Regions from separate parts of the Danio rerio genome. Here region 1 is linked to region 2. Evidence: chromatin contacts called from public Micro-C data. All regions are on one chromosome and are shown on one strand. The core of a region is the stretch at or near the end of the contact, and the rest is flanking DNA. Distances in the headings are between cores, read along the strand shown. Region 1 holds the start of napsa (napsin A aspartic peptidase). Region 2 holds the start of cbx7a (chromobox homolog 7a).

The links. A called contact is a pair of places that touch in the nucleus more often than the background predicts.
Region 1: a contact with region 2 is called in a Micro-C map of caudal fin, with 6 times the contacts expected there. The contact joins the promoter of napsa here to the promoter of cbx7a in region 2. A contact is called at or near these places in 2 of 18 Hi-C or Micro-C datasets (caudal fin and hematopoietic stem cells) and 1 of 4 datasets of contacts at active chromatin or transcription factors (gastrula embryo).

Annotation. Positions count from the first base shown.
Region 1 is chr3:23,863,160-23,867,040 of GRCz12tu, reverse strand. napsa (napsin A aspartic peptidase) reads right to left here and starts at 2,078. Exons shown (of 9, transcript NM_200031.1): 1 at 1,887-2,078. The coding sequence starts at 1,954. It overlaps chadla (chondroadherin-like a), which reads left to right and starts at 3,603. Exons shown (of 10, transcript XM_068218957.2): 1 at 3,603-3,810.
Region 2 is chr3:23,727,186-23,731,060 of GRCz12tu, reverse strand. cbx7a (chromobox homolog 7a) reads right to left here and starts at 1,485. Exons shown (of 6, transcript NM_001017853.2): 1 at 1,213-1,485; 2 at 123-166. The coding sequence starts at 1,281.

The DNA.
Region 1 (3,881 bases), core at 829-3,328, 140 kb before region 2:
TCTGTCTCAACTGTACTGCCCTAGACAATAAAGGTGAAAACCCCCTAAAAATAATTACACTACATTTTAATAGTTTATAAAAATGTATTAATAAAAATGACATCATTATGATCCATGTAATGCTGCATTTTTGCTATTGTGTTATACATTTTAGTGTGTTTTCATATATAATTGCTATTGATTAAATATTGTCACTGCGCTATTACCATGGTGAGTTTAAGATGTTAAAGAAAAGCAAAAAAGTTTAATACAGATTTAATTTCCCTCAACCCCCACATACACTTAAGTGCAAAGGTCACAAACTGGATTCCTGGAAAGTGGCAGCTCTGCACAGTTTTGCTCCAATTCTATTCAAACACACCTGATCCAACTAAAGAAGGTGTTCATGACTCTTGAACACCTTGATTATTTGGATCAGCTGTACTTGATAGGGTTGGAGCAAAACTGTGCAAAGCTGCAGCCCTCCAGGAATTTAGTTTGAGACATGCTTTAGCGCAGCAGTGCTCAACCCTGTTTCTGGAGATCTACCTTCCTGCAGATTTCAGCTCCAACCCTGATCAAACACACCTGAACCAAATGATTAGGAGCTGAACAGCAGTTGATAATTACAGGCAGGTGTGTTTGATATGAGTTGCAACTAAAATCTGCAGGAAGGTAGATCTCCATGAGCAGGGTTGGTCACCCTTGCTTTAATGTATCCTGACTGCTTACATTTTTTTCCATTTAGACCAGGGGTGTCCAAACTCAGTCCTGGAGATTGATTGTCCTGTAGGTTTTAGCTCCATCTTGCCTCAACACACCTGCGTTTATGTTTCTAGAAAGCCTACTAAGAGCTTGATTAGCTAGCCCAGGTGTGTCTGATTGAGGTTGGAACTAAACTTTGCAGGACACCGGGCCTTCAGGACCGAGTTTGGACACCCCTGATGAGACATTTTCAACATGATATACAGAAGACACACAAAAACAAACATTTCAGTGGAACAAACGTTTATTGTATCAAGATGCCTTGTTATTTTAGAAAATATATTTTAACTTTCATTTTCAGTTTTATAGAATTTCCCTTCAGCCACAAAATGTAGCCTTTTGGATATTTTAATGAGTATCGATCAGATTGTTTTTACATAAATGTATGTTAAGATTAATGACAGTTAATATGGTGGCAGTGCGTTCAGAAAAGCATTGATAACACCGCCCATGAATAGCTACGCATGAGCAAAGCATTGCATTGCTATTGGTCGATTTGAAGTCAACTTAAACTTTCAGGTTTTTGTACTAGTGAGAGGTTTTCATGTACCTTAACAATGTGAGGCGATTATATAAGAAAACATGCCAATTTATTGGTCGATTAAATCAACTCTTACGCTTAAAAGATCTGATCACGAGCTGAACATCACTGCGTCAAACTAGATCGCAGCCATTATAAACAACTGTAAGCCTGACATTTCAACTCGCTTTATGAAAATAAGTTTTGTTGCTTCGACGTTTGTTTACATTATATGGCTTATCAAATTGGACTTTGCGAACAGTAGATCACACATGTAACTGTTTACTGAAATGTAGCCATACTCGGTCATGTGAGTTCAACTTCCTGATCTTCAGCGCCAGTTGATGCTGCTGCTGTTTTAAGCTTTTTACACACAACCTCCAAAAGCAGCACTGTAATTATGATGTGTATGAAAATAGTCTTAACTGATGATATATATCAGATGTATTTCATTTGATTGCAAAACTATAGCTGATTTCAAATATAGCTGAATGTTGCAAATACATTAAGAGATATTTAAAGCAAAATTACATAAATACATACAATGCGTATGTAGAAACACATGTTGAACAGATACAAATACAATTAGATCACTAACAAATAAGAAAATGCTTGCATTTACCTGATTATTGCTTGGCTGTCCGCAATTAACAGCCCTATTAAAAACGCGAATAGGTGAAAGCCGTTCATTTTCTGATCTTTAAAGGAACCGAATAGTTGTACTTCTTTTCTGATCCTTATATGACTTGCTATTGCAATTCTGAAATTTTACTCGTACCGCCACCCCTTGTGCGCAACTCATACATCCGCAAGTGTATTTCGGAGAGCTTCGTGGAACTTCGGGGATTTCCGTTGTACTTGGTTGAAGCGCAAATCAACAAAGTTCAGTTTGACACACCCGCTTCTTCATGGAATGTGCTGAAATGTGGTATCACTGGTTGAGTTACATCAATTCAATTAAATGCAGCTGTTGATATGATAAACGAGTTCTACTGTGAGTAGCAAGAAGATCAGTTTTACTGTGAGTAGTCAAAATAGAAATGGCCTTCCTCATTTTCGTCAGAAAAAGCTGAGGAACAGAGGAAGCAAATGTGGTACAACGCAATCGAGGAAGTGGAGTAATCAAACCCAATGATTTGTTTTTCTTATAGGTAGTCGTACAAAATATAGACTATTTTTGACAATGTATTGCAAAAAACTCTGCTATAAAAAGTGTAAATAAATAGGCTAAATAAAAAATCATCACATAACTTATAATAGTTTCTACTACACATAGCCTATTATTAGAATCACAAAACATTTGAATTTAAACATTAAAACTAGTACATTTTGATGGAATGTACTGGTGTCATCAACAAAATACACTAAATTGCATTTAGGCCTGCAAAGACCAGTTTCCATTAGAGCAATTGTTCAACCAAAAATGAAAATCTATTCATTATTATCTACTCTCCCCCAAGTGGTTCCAAACTTTTATGAATTTTTTTATTCTGTTTGGGGGAAAAACTATGAAAGTCAATTGTAACAGGTTTTTAACATTTTAATAAATATCACCTTTTGTGTTCAACAGAAGAAACAAACTCTGATTTGGAAGTGAAGGGTGAGTAAATGATGACAGAATTTCCAGTTTTGGGTGGACTATCCCTTTAAAACCATTATATATCTCCATATAATCATTTATATCATTAGCCATTAGCCAGTATACATTACCTGACAAAAGTCTTGTCAGTGATCCCAGTTGTAAGAGCAACAAATAATAACTTGACTTTTTGTTGATCACTTGGAAAAGGGGCAGAAGGTAGATATCAGTCAAGTTTGTTTTCTTTCAGATTTTCTTTTCGGCTTAGTCCTTTTATTAATCTGGGGGCGCCACAGCGGAATGAACTGCTAACTTATCCAGCATATGTTTTACACAGCAGATGCCTTTCCAACTGCAACCCATCACTGGGAAACACCCATACACTCTCATTCACACACATACACTATGGACAGTATAGCCTACTTAATTCATATATAGCGCATGTCTTTGGACTTGTGTGGGAAACTGGAGCACCTGGAGGAAACCCATGCCAACACAGGAAGAACAAGCAAACTTCACACAAAAATGCCAATTGACCCAGTTGGGGCTACCCACTGCAGCACGGCGTCGCCCATGGTCATAAGTGTACTGTAAAAAATAGTTTAGTTTTTTAAATAGAATTTGCAGTCAAAATAATATTCAATAACATACTCAACACATACATTTAAATAATAGTTTTTGACTACACTGATTGGATGTTCTCGTGGAGCCCGCCTCTCTACATTTGTTCCAAGTGGTGATGGTCTGTACACTGTGGACAGGCAGATGCAGGGGCTTCATCCTGATATCTTGTTTAGCTGGTGAGTAGACCATTTATGGAGATCAAGAAAATATTTTCTCATAACTGTTCATTCGATCTGCTTGGCTTTGTAGGCAAACCTAGCTCCAGCCGTTCTGGGATTAAAGCCTATGACTTGCAAGGATTTTTCAAGATTGCCAAAATAAAAAAGCAAGAGTGGAAATAGAGGTGAGATTTGTTGTCTTACTCTTCTACATCTTTATTCACGGTAGTGATCATTTATTAATCAATCAATTTAC
Region 2 (3,875 bases), core at 236-2,735:
TAATCTTTTTAAAGTGAGATGTGACCTTCACATGTTTTTTGTAAGATGCACCCACATACTGTGTCCTAGTAGTAGGCTGTATTTTGTTTTGTAAAAATGACCTAAATAGGGGAGCAACTTACTTAGGCGACCATCCTTGCCACTTTAAAAGATATTCCACATTTCCCTGAAACGAGAGCGAAAGAAGAAAGGAGTCACTTTCACTTTTAAAGTTCAGATGGAGACATACGTCATACTCCTCGACGAATCCATGATCCAAACACTCAGCTGTCCCTTTAAGATGTCAACACGCAGTAGTATTTTGACAGAAATTATACAGGATGAAACGGAGCCGTGCGCGCAGTGCGTAATGTGACGTGACCATGGGTGAGCTCGTGAGTTCCATTTAAAAAAAAAAAAAAACACAGCGACTTTCAGGAACATTCATGGGATGGAAATAGGTGGGGCCATGGAAACGCGTAAACAACTCATTTTGTGCAACGTGTGGAGCGGTGAAGGTCTTTCCCCCCTCATGCTCGAGCGTGCGAAATGAAACCGCGTGCACATGCAGCGTTAGTCATCATCATCATCATCACCAGCTATTACTGTACATTACAACATCTGGCTCTATATTACGCAGAAAATAATAAATAACAAAAACACCTACCAAAGCGATACTTACGCGTGCGTGTTCTATTATTAGACATAACCTATTTTGTTTATCACCCTATTAAGAAACGAGTTTATTCCGCCACTGATTCGAAGTGCTCCGATTATTTTGACAACTGCGCGGATGTTTACGCGCATCATCTGTGACCCTGCGCGCGTATAAATAAACTGCGTAGCCACGAAACGCGGCGATTTTCCGAGCGAAAAGCGCATCGATGGCGATGATGATGACACGCGCGCTGTTCTCACACACCCCCTCCATCTATAGCGCTCGCGATTCAAGCGCGAGATCTTACTAAAATTCACAAACTTTCGAGAATAACATTCAAGTTACCGCAGTGTTGTGCACACAAGAAGCTGTGCAAAGAGAAAGTTTCGAAATGTTACGCAAGCAGATGTGTTATTCACTCGTGAGTCATTCCTAAACTGCCAACAAAACAAAACTGCGCGGACTTTAGGGGATATTCATCATTTCAAAACAGAAAGCAAATAGAGCCTGCAGAATACTGTGCAGTAAAACAGCTGAACCAAGTCTATTTTAATGCGCATCAGCATCGTCCTTACTTTTCTTATCCTCTTCTTCGTTATTGACTCCACCGCAAACACTTGCTCTCCTATTGATGACAGCTCCATGTTCATGAGATCATTCAGTGCAGCAAAGAGTTTCTGATCTCTTCCGTTTTTCCTCTTCAGAGGATGAGATGTCGTCGAGATGTCCCGCGTAGACTCTGGCAGTGTGTTTTCTTAGGATTTAAAGCCGTCGGAACTCTTAGTGCACCTTCGGGTCCGCTGCTCGTCCAGCTCTGAGTTTTAAAATCTGCGACACATGTACGCACTGGCTTTGCTTGGCGCGTGCACGCTCTACTCGCGCGCGCCCACCCACTTCTCCTTATGGCAAGCCGACTTAGCATTTATTTTATTTTTTAAAGGTTCAAGACACCCTGGAGTCCTTTTTAAAAGATTCGAACAGATTTGTGTGTTAAGCATCAGTTAAGGCAACGTTAGCACTTGTCAGCTTTAATTGTGGGGAAAACCGAATAATTATGAGCTTTTGTCAGCTAATTTTATTTTCTGGATTTAATTTTTTTTGGGCCGGGATCAAAAATGGTGACTTAGCGCAAATCTGATAGTGCAGTGATTATGCGTCGGTTTCTCATTATTATTATATTATCCTATGAGAAGACCCTGCTTCTTAATTATTAATGAGAGCACATGCTTTCCGAAGGCAAGGCACTTAGCAATATTTAGAAAACGGCAAAAGTCAGACCGAGTCCCAAATCAAACTTGCAGCCAATCAGCAGTAAAGCATCATTCACAATGCACATGAAAGCAGAGCATGTTTGTTTTCATCACTCACATTAACAGATAAGGGGTTGCGTTCGCAAGCGCATACTTCTATATAAGTAGTATGCAAACTGATTAGTATGGCCAAATTCATAGCATTCGAAAAACAGTATGATAAAACAACCCGGATGACCCTCATACAATGGAGGGTATGCTATCCCATGATGCCGTGCGAGAGAATTTATGAGTGAAGCGTTGTAACTGACGCAGGAAGGTCATGTAATAATGACAAATAGTAATGTGTAAGCTGTAATACATCTGAGTTCCATTTGTACTACTCGCATTCATACTATATATACACTTTTCTAATGGTCATATAGTAAACTCAAATTTAAATGAATGTAGTAACTACTTGAGTATAGGCAATTTTGGATGCAGCCAAAGCTTTCATACAGCATGGCAAAGTAGTGCAGCAATGCACAGCGTAAGCAGATCTGAAGCAGGATTGATCCTTGCATGCATGATCGTGTTGGTGTGGAGGGATCTGCGTGACCCATGGTGCCTGCCTTACGCATAGTCGTGCATTTATACCTCTGCTTGCTGTTTGTGTTGCTCTGCAAATTTCTTCACAGGTGTTTTTCTTTTTCTGAATGTTAAAAGTAGCTAAAACTTGCTTATTTAGAGCCAGGCCCTTTTTGAAAATACCGGTGAATTCGTTTCGGCAATTTTCTGGAAAGGGAAGTTGTAACATTACTTGTAATTTGCCGGAATACTGCGCTCATTGCGGGAAAGAACGTGTGCAGTCTAGAATGCGCTGCCGTGAGACGTTTACTTCAGCCAATCAGAACAGTCAGACGCATTCACTTCCTCGTGGTTTATAAAAATAAAAGCCTTTGAATATTTTTCAAGTCACATTTAGCTGCTAGATTTTAGTCAAATAACATTTATATGTTTCTTTTTAATGTCAGCTGTGTAAATAATTATCGATAAGATGCTTATGATAAGCCGTTGTTTGTTTAACTTTAAGCTCTGCTTCCTTCAGTTGTGTGACGTGTCACGTGTGCCCGTGAAGCATCCAGTGAGCGCCAGCACACCCATATTATGAACATCTCGACATGCGAAAGTGTTTCTTTATAAATTTTTATTGACGTTGTTCACAATACTGATTCATCCACAGAGTTTGTAATGTAGTCAAATGTTAACGATCACAAGCGCAGCCGTTTAGAGCTCATTTCTTGTTAATGAAGTCAGAATTTACCCGTATTTTGGAATGGATGTGTGAATGCTCTTTTCCAGAAAAAGAATTCCATAACGTCCTCGCCTGTGTGAACAGCGCTTTTTAAAATTTTCTGGTAAAGTCATTCCGGAAATGATTCGGATATTTACCGGTATCACTCTGTGAAAGGAGCTATGGAGTCAGTTAAGATACAGCAAGCCACAAATTTCAAATCAATTTGGCCTGTGCAGTGGTTAAATCAACAGGTTCTCACATACTGAAAGAAGGGTTAGTATACCTAGAGTTATGCACGTTTGCACAGACATTTAGGGAAAAAAGTACAATATAACTGTAAAAAGAACTAATTACAACAAGTGACAAGCGTAAGAATGTCTAATGCTAAACGCTGAATGTTACCTAGGATTGCCATACTTCGCCGTCCCTTCAGCACTGCACCGAGCACGAATGGCCACGAGAGTTCGCGCGCGTCAAGGAAGGAGCGCGACTGTTTTTGCCGAGAAATGGATATGAAAAACGGGAAAAGGTGGTCTCTCTCTGTGCGATAAAGACGTATTAGTGCGATGAGTCACTTTTGAGCTTCCCATCGGGTCATTGCAGATGCTGATGTAAAGCCCTGTATATAGAAACGTGATCTACGGAAACACATACACCTAAAAAAGAAAGTACTTAAATTGTGTTTTCCGAGAAACGCGCTGAATAACAATGA